Regions from separate parts of the Mus musculus genome. Here region 1 is linked to region 2. Evidence: chromatin contacts called from public Hi-C data. All regions are on one chromosome and are shown on one strand. Each heading gives the region's core, a stretch centred on a gene start, on an enhancer-like site or on the middle of the called end of the contact. The rest is flanking DNA. Distances are from core to core; before and after follow the strand shown. Region 1 overlaps Aopep (aminopeptidase O). Region 2 overlaps Aopep (aminopeptidase O).

The links. Hi-C and Micro-C count contacts between places; a contact is called where the count stands out from the background.
Region 1: a contact with region 2 is called in a Hi-C map of the N1E-115 cell line, with 4 times the contacts expected there. The contact joins two enhancer-like sites. A contact is called at or near these places in 1 of 39 promoter capture datasets (the 3T3-L1 cell line), 1 of 15 datasets of contacts at CTCF or cohesin (the NIH/3T3 cell line), 35 of 484 Hi-C or Micro-C datasets (the C2C12 cell line, the HL-1 cell line, the HPC-7 cell line and 19 more), 6 of 115 datasets of contacts at active chromatin or transcription factors (bone marrow-derived dendritic cells, bone marrow-derived macrophages, embryonic fibroblasts and 3 more) and 3 of 9 other capture datasets (adipose tissue, bone marrow-derived macrophages and pancreatic islet).

Annotation. Positions count from the first base shown.
Region 1 is chr13:63,110,539-63,114,574 of GRCm38.p6, reverse strand. The region is part of intron 5 of Aopep (aminopeptidase O); the gene reads right to left. Among named protein-coding and RNA genes, the nearest start is that of Gm46422, 18 kb to the right of the region's middle. Within about 2 kb of position 1,299, at least 131 of the 459 cell types and tissues checked have an H3K27ac peak or open chromatin away from gene starts, as enhancers often do. A contact at or near this core is called in the C2C12 cell line, the HL-1 cell line, the N1E-115 cell line and 6 more, where this site is marked.
Region 2 is chr13:63,044,130-63,048,525 of GRCm38.p6, reverse strand. The region is part of intron 3 of Aopep (aminopeptidase O); the gene reads right to left. Among named protein-coding and RNA genes, the nearest start is that of Gm46422, 48 kb to the left of the region's middle. Within about 2 kb of position 1,700, at least 75 of the 459 cell types and tissues checked have an H3K27ac peak or open chromatin away from gene starts, as enhancers often do. A contact at or near this core is called in the C2C12 cell line, the HL-1 cell line, the N1E-115 cell line and 6 more, where this site is marked.

The DNA.
Region 1 (4,036 bases), core at 50-2,549, 66 kb before region 2:
TGCATGAGAAGCCAGGTCTGTACCCCAAAAGAACGGCCCTTGATGATCTGAAGTACAGTAGAGCCTGTAGGGGTGGGGAGGGAGCTCTCCAGGGAGCATAGCTCTACTTTAACTCCAAGGCTAGGTATTGGGGAGGGAGCATGCAGCAATTCTGACTAAAGGGCCAGGTATCTCTCTGAGATTAGAAAGTAGACAGAAGCACAAAACTATTTATCAGAGTAGGAGGCAAACTTCTCCACTTTTAATATTCATAAAGTGCACAATAGGAAAATTGGAAGAGCCCTTTCCTTTGCAAATATTAGGCAATATGACCTCTAAAAGCAAACACCCTGTGAGACTATTACATAAACCAAATGACTACAAGGTCTAGGCCACAGCGGCATGGAGACGCTGCAGTACTGTCAGCCCAGTACCTGGAAGAGCCAAAGCTTCTAACCAGAAGGGAAGTAAACACTTCCTGATGCACAGAAAGAAATGGCTGCTGTCCCCTAAGCAAAGGAGGTTTAAAATAATTCAGATCTGGGGGAAAGTTTTTGTTAAGTCCAATGAAGAGCCCTTGGCTGTTTCAAAGCTGAGCCCTCAGAACTAAATTTAATCAAACTGCAGCAGCCGGCTGAAAAGCAGATAATAGAATTTGGCCTAATGTGTCATTAGCTCATGTTCACTTCAGTGGATTAGCTCCCAGCAGCATCGGAAGCAGATCTCAACGTTTGCTGGGTTAGATCTACAGCCAAAGGATCTACAGCCATGAGCAAGTCTAAAGAATTTCACACTAGCCTTCTGAATTACTTGGAGAAAGTAACTTAAAAAAAAAAAAAACCAAAACTTTTCATTTTATAATCTCATTATGAATCATTAAACTCTTCAAAACCCCTTAAGCACATACTTTTTAAAATACAGTATTAAAAAAAAGCTATAAATGGTGCTGGTTACATTTTAAATCAACAAATAGCTTTTATTTGAAAACCAAAAATTAGGGTTTAAAGTCATTCATTTGATGTGCTTCACACTAAAATTCACTTAGTCAAATAAGTTTCCTTTAAAAAAAAAATCCTCCAATTCTAGGAAGTTACTGAAACCATCATCTTCTAAGGCTTCTTCTCAAAGTACACAGTCTAGAATATTCATCTAGAAAGCGGCCTCACCACGGCTACTCACATTGATAATCAAATAATAAGCTTCATTTGTAAAATTCAAAATGTGGTTTGCAGATGCCAGGAGGCCTGGGGAGAGTCATCAGAGAGGAGCCCTGCGCTTCCTTTGTGCGTGGAGCTAACAGGATTAAGGCTTGAAGAATTGAATAAAGCCCTGGGCTGGTTAAGATGGATGGATCACATTTCAGGTTCCCATTTCATAATGGGCATGCCCCACATTTCTCAAAATAAAACACGCCAGTGAGCTCATTCCAGTGACTGTGCTTCCTGACATTCATTTTGGAAACTTTAAAATGGATTCTGTGTCCAGATCCTCTCTTGAGCCACATGGTTCTTTGTGTAGCTGGGCTGCCTGGTTCAGGCAGCTTCTTGCTTCATAGCCAGTGGTTTCCTGCTATGGTCCAGTTACATGGCAAAGAAAGTAGAGATTACCATGCCGAAGGATTTCTGTCTATGGACTTATGGTTTCTTACTTTCCAACTACGTGGTGATTTGCACCGGCCCTAACCTGTAAATGTAAAATGTGCAATATCAGCCATCTTCCTCTAGGCAGCGGGCTGAAGCACGGCTCTGCTGGTTTGCACCCTCAAGGTGGTTATTATCAAGTAGAATCTGTGGTTGGAAAGTGTCCAGCAGTAGCACAAACTGTCTAGAAGAGATTTTCATATAGGAGTTCCAACAGCTGTCTGTTAGGTCAGATTTCTGTGAGAACCAAGGCACACATTCTCAACTGTACACAGCTGTCCCGGATTAAACAGGAACAGTTTCTTAAAGTGACAACAAAAGTCCAAGTGTAAAGGAAGACAGTGTGAAGCGCATCAAAAGTGTTCAGCCCAGGCATTGCCACTGTGCACAGCATCAAGCCATGCTACCAGTCAGCGGGCTTAGAGGCTGTTTAGCCACCATGATGGCCAAAGCTTTGCTTATTAATTAGCAACTTATTAACACCAAAGTGCCTATGGACTAAGACACATTTCAATTCCATAATAGATTCCCTCCGCTTGAAATTCCTCTATTACAGAAAAGCAGTCTGTTTAAAGCACAGTGCTTATTAAATGAAGGATACACAGAAACTGTACAGAAACAGAGCATCAGAATTTGGAGAGGAAGTTAAAGAGAATTAAAACAAGCTGTGATGATCTTAACAAAGACACACAGAACCTGTTACTAGGCAGAGACATTTGGTCAAATTTCCTGTTTTCCCCCAAGTCCTGGTTTGGCTTGAATATGTTGTCAGTGCACAGTTTCCTGCTGCTGATTCATGCTGCTCACGTGTAAAAGCCAGGGACAGTCCTAAGACTTATCTAAGGACTTTTCTCTTCTCCAGACTTTGGTCTTCACCATAACCGAGATGATAAACTACAGATCTAAATTGCTGAAAATTGTAGCAAGTCCCCAGAAAATCACTAAGGTGAGTCAACACAGCCATGGAACAGTCTCCCTCTAGCCCTCAACCACTTCAGTCCAAGACTGCAGAGATAGTTGTGAACTACTACCAAGAGCATTAAACCACAGCCAAGTAAGTGTCACCGATGGCTCTTTGTTTAAAACAAACAAAAAGTTCTCTGCAAAAGTCTGATACTACGGCAGACTACTATAAAATCAAAGACCATTGCATACAGAGTGGAAGAAAATAAAAAGTCCTCCCTTGGGAAAGAATCCAAAACATTAACATTTCTCAGGATATTTTACAAATCATGCTGCTTCATTAAACACATGCCACTGGGAGTCTCCTCTATTACTAACAACACTTTTCATAATGACCTTCACATGTTTAAATCAATGGCTGCCGAAAACGTGCATTTATATTACATAAACAAAACCTAACATAAACATGCCCAGATAAAAAACTTTATAGAAATGCCTGGCTACAATTCCCCAATGTAAATAGACCTCATGAATGGCCCAGCAAAAACAATTTTAGTGTATTTTTATCCCCCAAAGCAAAAGGCACAGTCCAAAAGCAGACAGCTCTGCTGAAAACTGCACTCCTAACACACGAATAAGCAACTCTAGTGATGTTCAATGCACCAACTGGTTTTGATCCAGGGAAAGCCATGAGACTTATTTTCTATAAGCACCTGCTATTTTCTCATTGAGCCCTTGTTCAGTTACTTGTTCTCTTGTTTATTGCCTATCCACCTCAAATTATAAATTTCCTTAGAATAAAGACAATGATTGTCTTGTTTTCTGCTTTCTCTGCTTATCCCACTGAGCACACAGAAGATGCAAGAACTGGTTTAGCCATCTGCTCTCTGCACTGAAACTGTTCTCACCAGAGTCCAGCTGTTTCCCTGTAATGCCTTAGTACTTCCAAGTTTCATGGACTCACACTGCAGCCTCTCTTGCAACCTCACTCATCTTCCAGCCTCCCTTGCAGCTAAGTAGCACTAAGACTGAATAAGCCAAAGTACTGGCAGGGTATTTACTCTGAGGCCTTGGCTCATTGTTAGCTCGCTTAGAGTGCCTGAAGCCCTAGGTTCAACCTCCAGAAACACCAAAACAAATGGACAAATATTCTACAGCAGCTTAGAGAACCTCCTAAGGACAGGCAATGCAAGCTCCTTGCATCTTCTAGCTGGATAGAATAAGTAGACAATGGCTGGAGCTTTGACAACCATTGAGAATCATGAGTTGATCTTGAGAATAAAAAGTATAGGTTAGGATGGTAGAAGCACTGTGCTTTCTGACACAGTGGAGAACCACAGCCTGGCCTCTCTGTCTCTAATCTCACAAGGGAAAATAATTAAACTCCTATTTCTAAGTTATTTTGAGTTTTCAGTCACATGTACCCAAACCAAATCTTACCATTACATTGTGAAACAGCTTGAAGAACAGGCCATGGAGATTTTTCTCCGTGTGTTTTTAAACCCATTATTTAA
Region 2 (4,396 bases), core at 451-2,950:
GCTACAATAAGACTCAAACATTTTCATCTTCAAAACAGAACTGAAAGTTTCTTTAGAGATAACTGGATTTTTGGAAGGATAACAGGACTTGAAAGGGACTAATTTTCAAGTCAAAAGAGATGATCTAAAAAGTTGGGTTTGGCTCTAGGTGCAGCTCAACTATGAGTACTCAGGCAGCACGCACAGAGCTCTGGGTGTGATGCCCACCACACTAAATACACCACAATTAGAATTCACTTCTCAAAGTAGGTACATCATAGCCTAGAAATGCTAACACCATCACCTGAGGTGCTGCTTCATTCACTGCTTGGAAAACTGTCCTCAGAACAGCTTTGGAGACTCTCTTCATAAGGAGGTAATAAGGTACAAGTGAGGAGAGGCAAAGATGACAAGGAGTCAGCCTCAGCTCGGTGGGTGACAGCCGGATACCAAGGGGATGTGAGTGTGACTTTGTATCTTACACTTGTGAAAATCTTAAATATTTGAGACGGGCATTTTTATAAAATGAAAAAATTAGAAAATCAAAGTCCTGTAGACACATTTTGGTCATATCAATTAGCAATAGTAAACTAATGTGGGTAGTCAAGTCCTGTATACCTGGTATATCACTAAAACTCCAAAGGCAGCAACCATCACACACAGCTATTTCTGCACAGGCAAGAATGCCTGATATTTAAAGAGTTAGTGGCAAAAGGTTGTTGTTAAATTGGCAGAGTCCTTGCCTTGCGTACAGGGAAATTAAATTGGTTAAATCCCATGCACGGCTTAGACAAGATATGGTGGGACACATTTGCAATGTGAGCACCTGGGAGGTAAAGGTAGGACACAAATTCAAGTTCATGATTGACTGCATAGCAAGCTTGAGGCTAGCTTGATCACCATGAGATCTTGTCTTAATTTAAAAAATAACAACAAGAATAAAAATCAATAAACAAAAACCAGTTTAAGGCCAGCCAGATACATGAGATTTTAAAAAGAAATTGTTGTTTTCTCTGAAAATTTAAAAGGGCATACAAAGTTTTCCTACTGGAAGCACTCATGTAACCTTGGAAGCTTTCTGCTGTCGGGTAGACCAACAGAGTGAAGCCCTCAGTGATGTCAGTGTGCTCTTATGTGACATATCATGTTTCTCTTCTCAGATCCAATGTAGTTCCTATCTTAAGACTATTTCTCTAGCCACAATCCCTTCTTCAGAGCTCCCTGCCCAAATTACTCCATATGGCAGTAATGCTTTGGGAAGGTCATTACAAATGCAAGCTGTATAGGAATACGTGCATTTATGAGTATATGATAACCACATTATATAAATATGAACACCACAGGAACATGTGTAAGCACTATGTACACACTGGAAGGAATGCAGGCTCCTCATTTCATTGTTCTTCCCCTCATGGTATCCTTCTCCATCCCCAGGTACTTCAGCAAACCCCAGCATTCTTTCTGTTACAACTGAGACACTGCAATTACATGACCTACTTTATGAGCTTTTGGCCCCTCTGGCAAAGCCTTGTCCACATCAGTCTTCCTCACTATTGTTCGAGGGCTGAAACTGGCATCAGGTGGGCCAATGCCCATCAGCTTTCCCTTACCAGGCCAGACAATGGCTTCACAGGCCAATGCCACCCTACACAGAGGTCTCAGGTCTCTCTCTTTGCAGGAAGTATAGCCCTGGACACAGACGACTAGGAGAGAATAACCTTCAAAGGTAAAAGAGCGCCACCTGCTGAAGCGAGAGGGGCTGTGTAGATTGTGAGCATCCCATGGTTTCAAGGCTTCCCTAAAGGAACACTGGCACCAGTCTACCAGATCTCCTAGATAGACATGACCATAATGAAGATGAGTAGCTCCCCTGAAACACAAAGGACATCAGTGGGCTGAATACCACCTTTCCAGATGGTTGGTCACAAGACAAACATTAATGCCTTGCATGCAAACATTCATGTATGTCTAATCCAAGAAAAATTTTACACCAGTGAGAATGGGCAAATAAAACATGCTGGCAGAAGCACTGTGGTCTGAGAGAGAGAGAAAAAAAAATCCTAACATACTCTGTGTATATACTAAGCAGAGCAAGGAGGCAAGCAAGCTAGTGAACAGCAAATCACAGAATGAAAGCCCTGGAAAGTGTAAGACATCATCTGAGTCCACATGAGCAATAGAAAAGCCAAACACAACCCTCACAATGTGAGGGCAGCTGTCTACTGGAAACAAGGAATACGTTCACTGTGAAGTATACTCTAAGGCACGCCCACCCCACTTCTTCATAGCATCTGCATGCAGTACCGAGGTTCTACTTCCAAAACTAGGACACTCTACCTTGCATTTCCTTTTTGTGGGCAAAGTACTTACTTGATCATAGCCACCCCTAAAGCTTTTTAATTTACTGCCTTCTCACATGGAGAGAATGTGGAGCATTCTCAACACTGCTATTTATTTTGAGCCATCAAAATAGGGTGGGGGAAGCTGGCTTTTTGTCTGGGAGAGTCTTGCTCCTTAGTCATTTTTCCTGGAATTTCCCAGTCATACGGAAGAGAATGTCAGAGAGCTGACATATTGTACAGTCCAGACAGAGAATAGCATTTTGCCCAAAGTGAAATAACGTTTATGCTCTTTACAATTGAAAAATGGGGGGGGGGGGAACCAGACAAAGATCCTAAAAAAAAATCATTAATTTGAGGAGTAGGAATATGCCAAATTAGATTTATAAAAGTAAAGCCAGGGGGCTGGAGTGACAGCTCAGAAGCTAAGAGCACACACTGCTCTTGGAGGTGCCAAGGTTGGTTGCCAGCACCCACATCCAGGGGCTCACAACTACCTAAAACCCCAGCTCCAGAGGATCTGATGCCCTCTTCTGGCCTCTGCTAGCACTACACTCAAGTAAACACAACTTAAAAATAAAATCTTGAAGAAACAAACAAAAATTACTAGAGGAAAGTGATAGCATAGTGATCTTCTTTTTAAACATGTGTGGTAGAAACCAGCAACCATGTTCATAGGGGAAGCTATGAACATGGTATTGCCTCTGTCATTAACTATGTGGTTTTAAATGCCTCTGCCAGGAGCTACTTCCATTTGATTTCATAGACCATATTCAACAGATACATTTCTGAGCCCTATTAAACACAAAGCATAGCAGGTAGAGATGGAGAGACTGGCATAGATCAATGGGTAACATTTCTGCCAAAATGGCTTCATGCTGAGGAAGGTGAGTAGGAGTTAAACAAGTTCATCTGTGGCCTTTCTGGGGAAGAAAAAAAAAAGAATAATGACTACTTAGCTAATAAAATTCTTATGATACTCATTGCCCAACAGCCCCTAACCATTAGCCTTCCTTTAAAGGACCATCAGGAGGAATGATTTCCTCATGGAACACAGACTCAGAGGGCTCTCTTCTAATTTTTGTTTCTTGCTGAATGGCTGCTACCATTTCTCTGATTAGCCCCAGATGGAGGCTGGCTCCCAACTTACTGAGAGCCTTCTCAGTAAGTCAGCTGGTGTCTGGTAAATGTGCTAATAGGGCTGATGAAGTGTCACTGTGATGGGCAGGGATGAGCTAGGCTGGGCAGGGTTGTATTGCTCATGCTTCTAGAGGTTGTATAGAGCAGAGTCAGGGACCCAGAAAGCAGGCCTACAGGGAACATCATCTCCTACCATCTACCACACACTCCTCTTGTCTGAAGTCCACAGACACAGCTGTGAATGATGCCCACACTCCATAACAACCACTCAAGTCCCATCCATGGGCTTTAGCAATATGGTTCCCTGCGTGTCTTTTGATAAACTCCAGCTCTGGGGAGAGTTCTTTCTCCTTTTCTACCTCCACTGGTCCTCGGGTTGGGCTAGTAAATGTTTTGTTATACAGGCTGGGGTGTTAGAAGTGTGAACATCAAACTTCAGTGAGCGTCTCTTTATGAAAACTTTGCCCTTACCTGGAATTCTAAAGAAGAGAAAAGGCTCACAAATGTTCCTGAAAGTGTGAACATTGTCTGTGAAAATGTTAAGTTTAATAATTTCTCAGGATTTTGTGGGGGGCTGGGTCTCACTGTACAGTCTAGCCTGACCTCAAACTCTTGTTCCTCCTACCCCAGCCTCCCAATTATTCTTAACTGTTAATGATAATCTTTAAATATACAGACTGAGAAAAGACAAATGGGGTAGAAATCAGGAAACATTTTTGGTAAAGGAGTAGAGAAAAGGTTCTGGTCCTGTGAGCCTTCCTTGCAAACACTCACCTGTGCTTGGAAGAGGCCCCAGGCAGCAGTTAAAACCCAATAAAACTTATTTACAAAACCAGGCAGTGAACAGGGCTGGTCAAAAGGCTGAAGTTTGCTGGCGTCTGAAAGCATCCAGACCTGAGTGGGTGTTAGGTCTTAGAGAGTACATATATTTAGAAAGG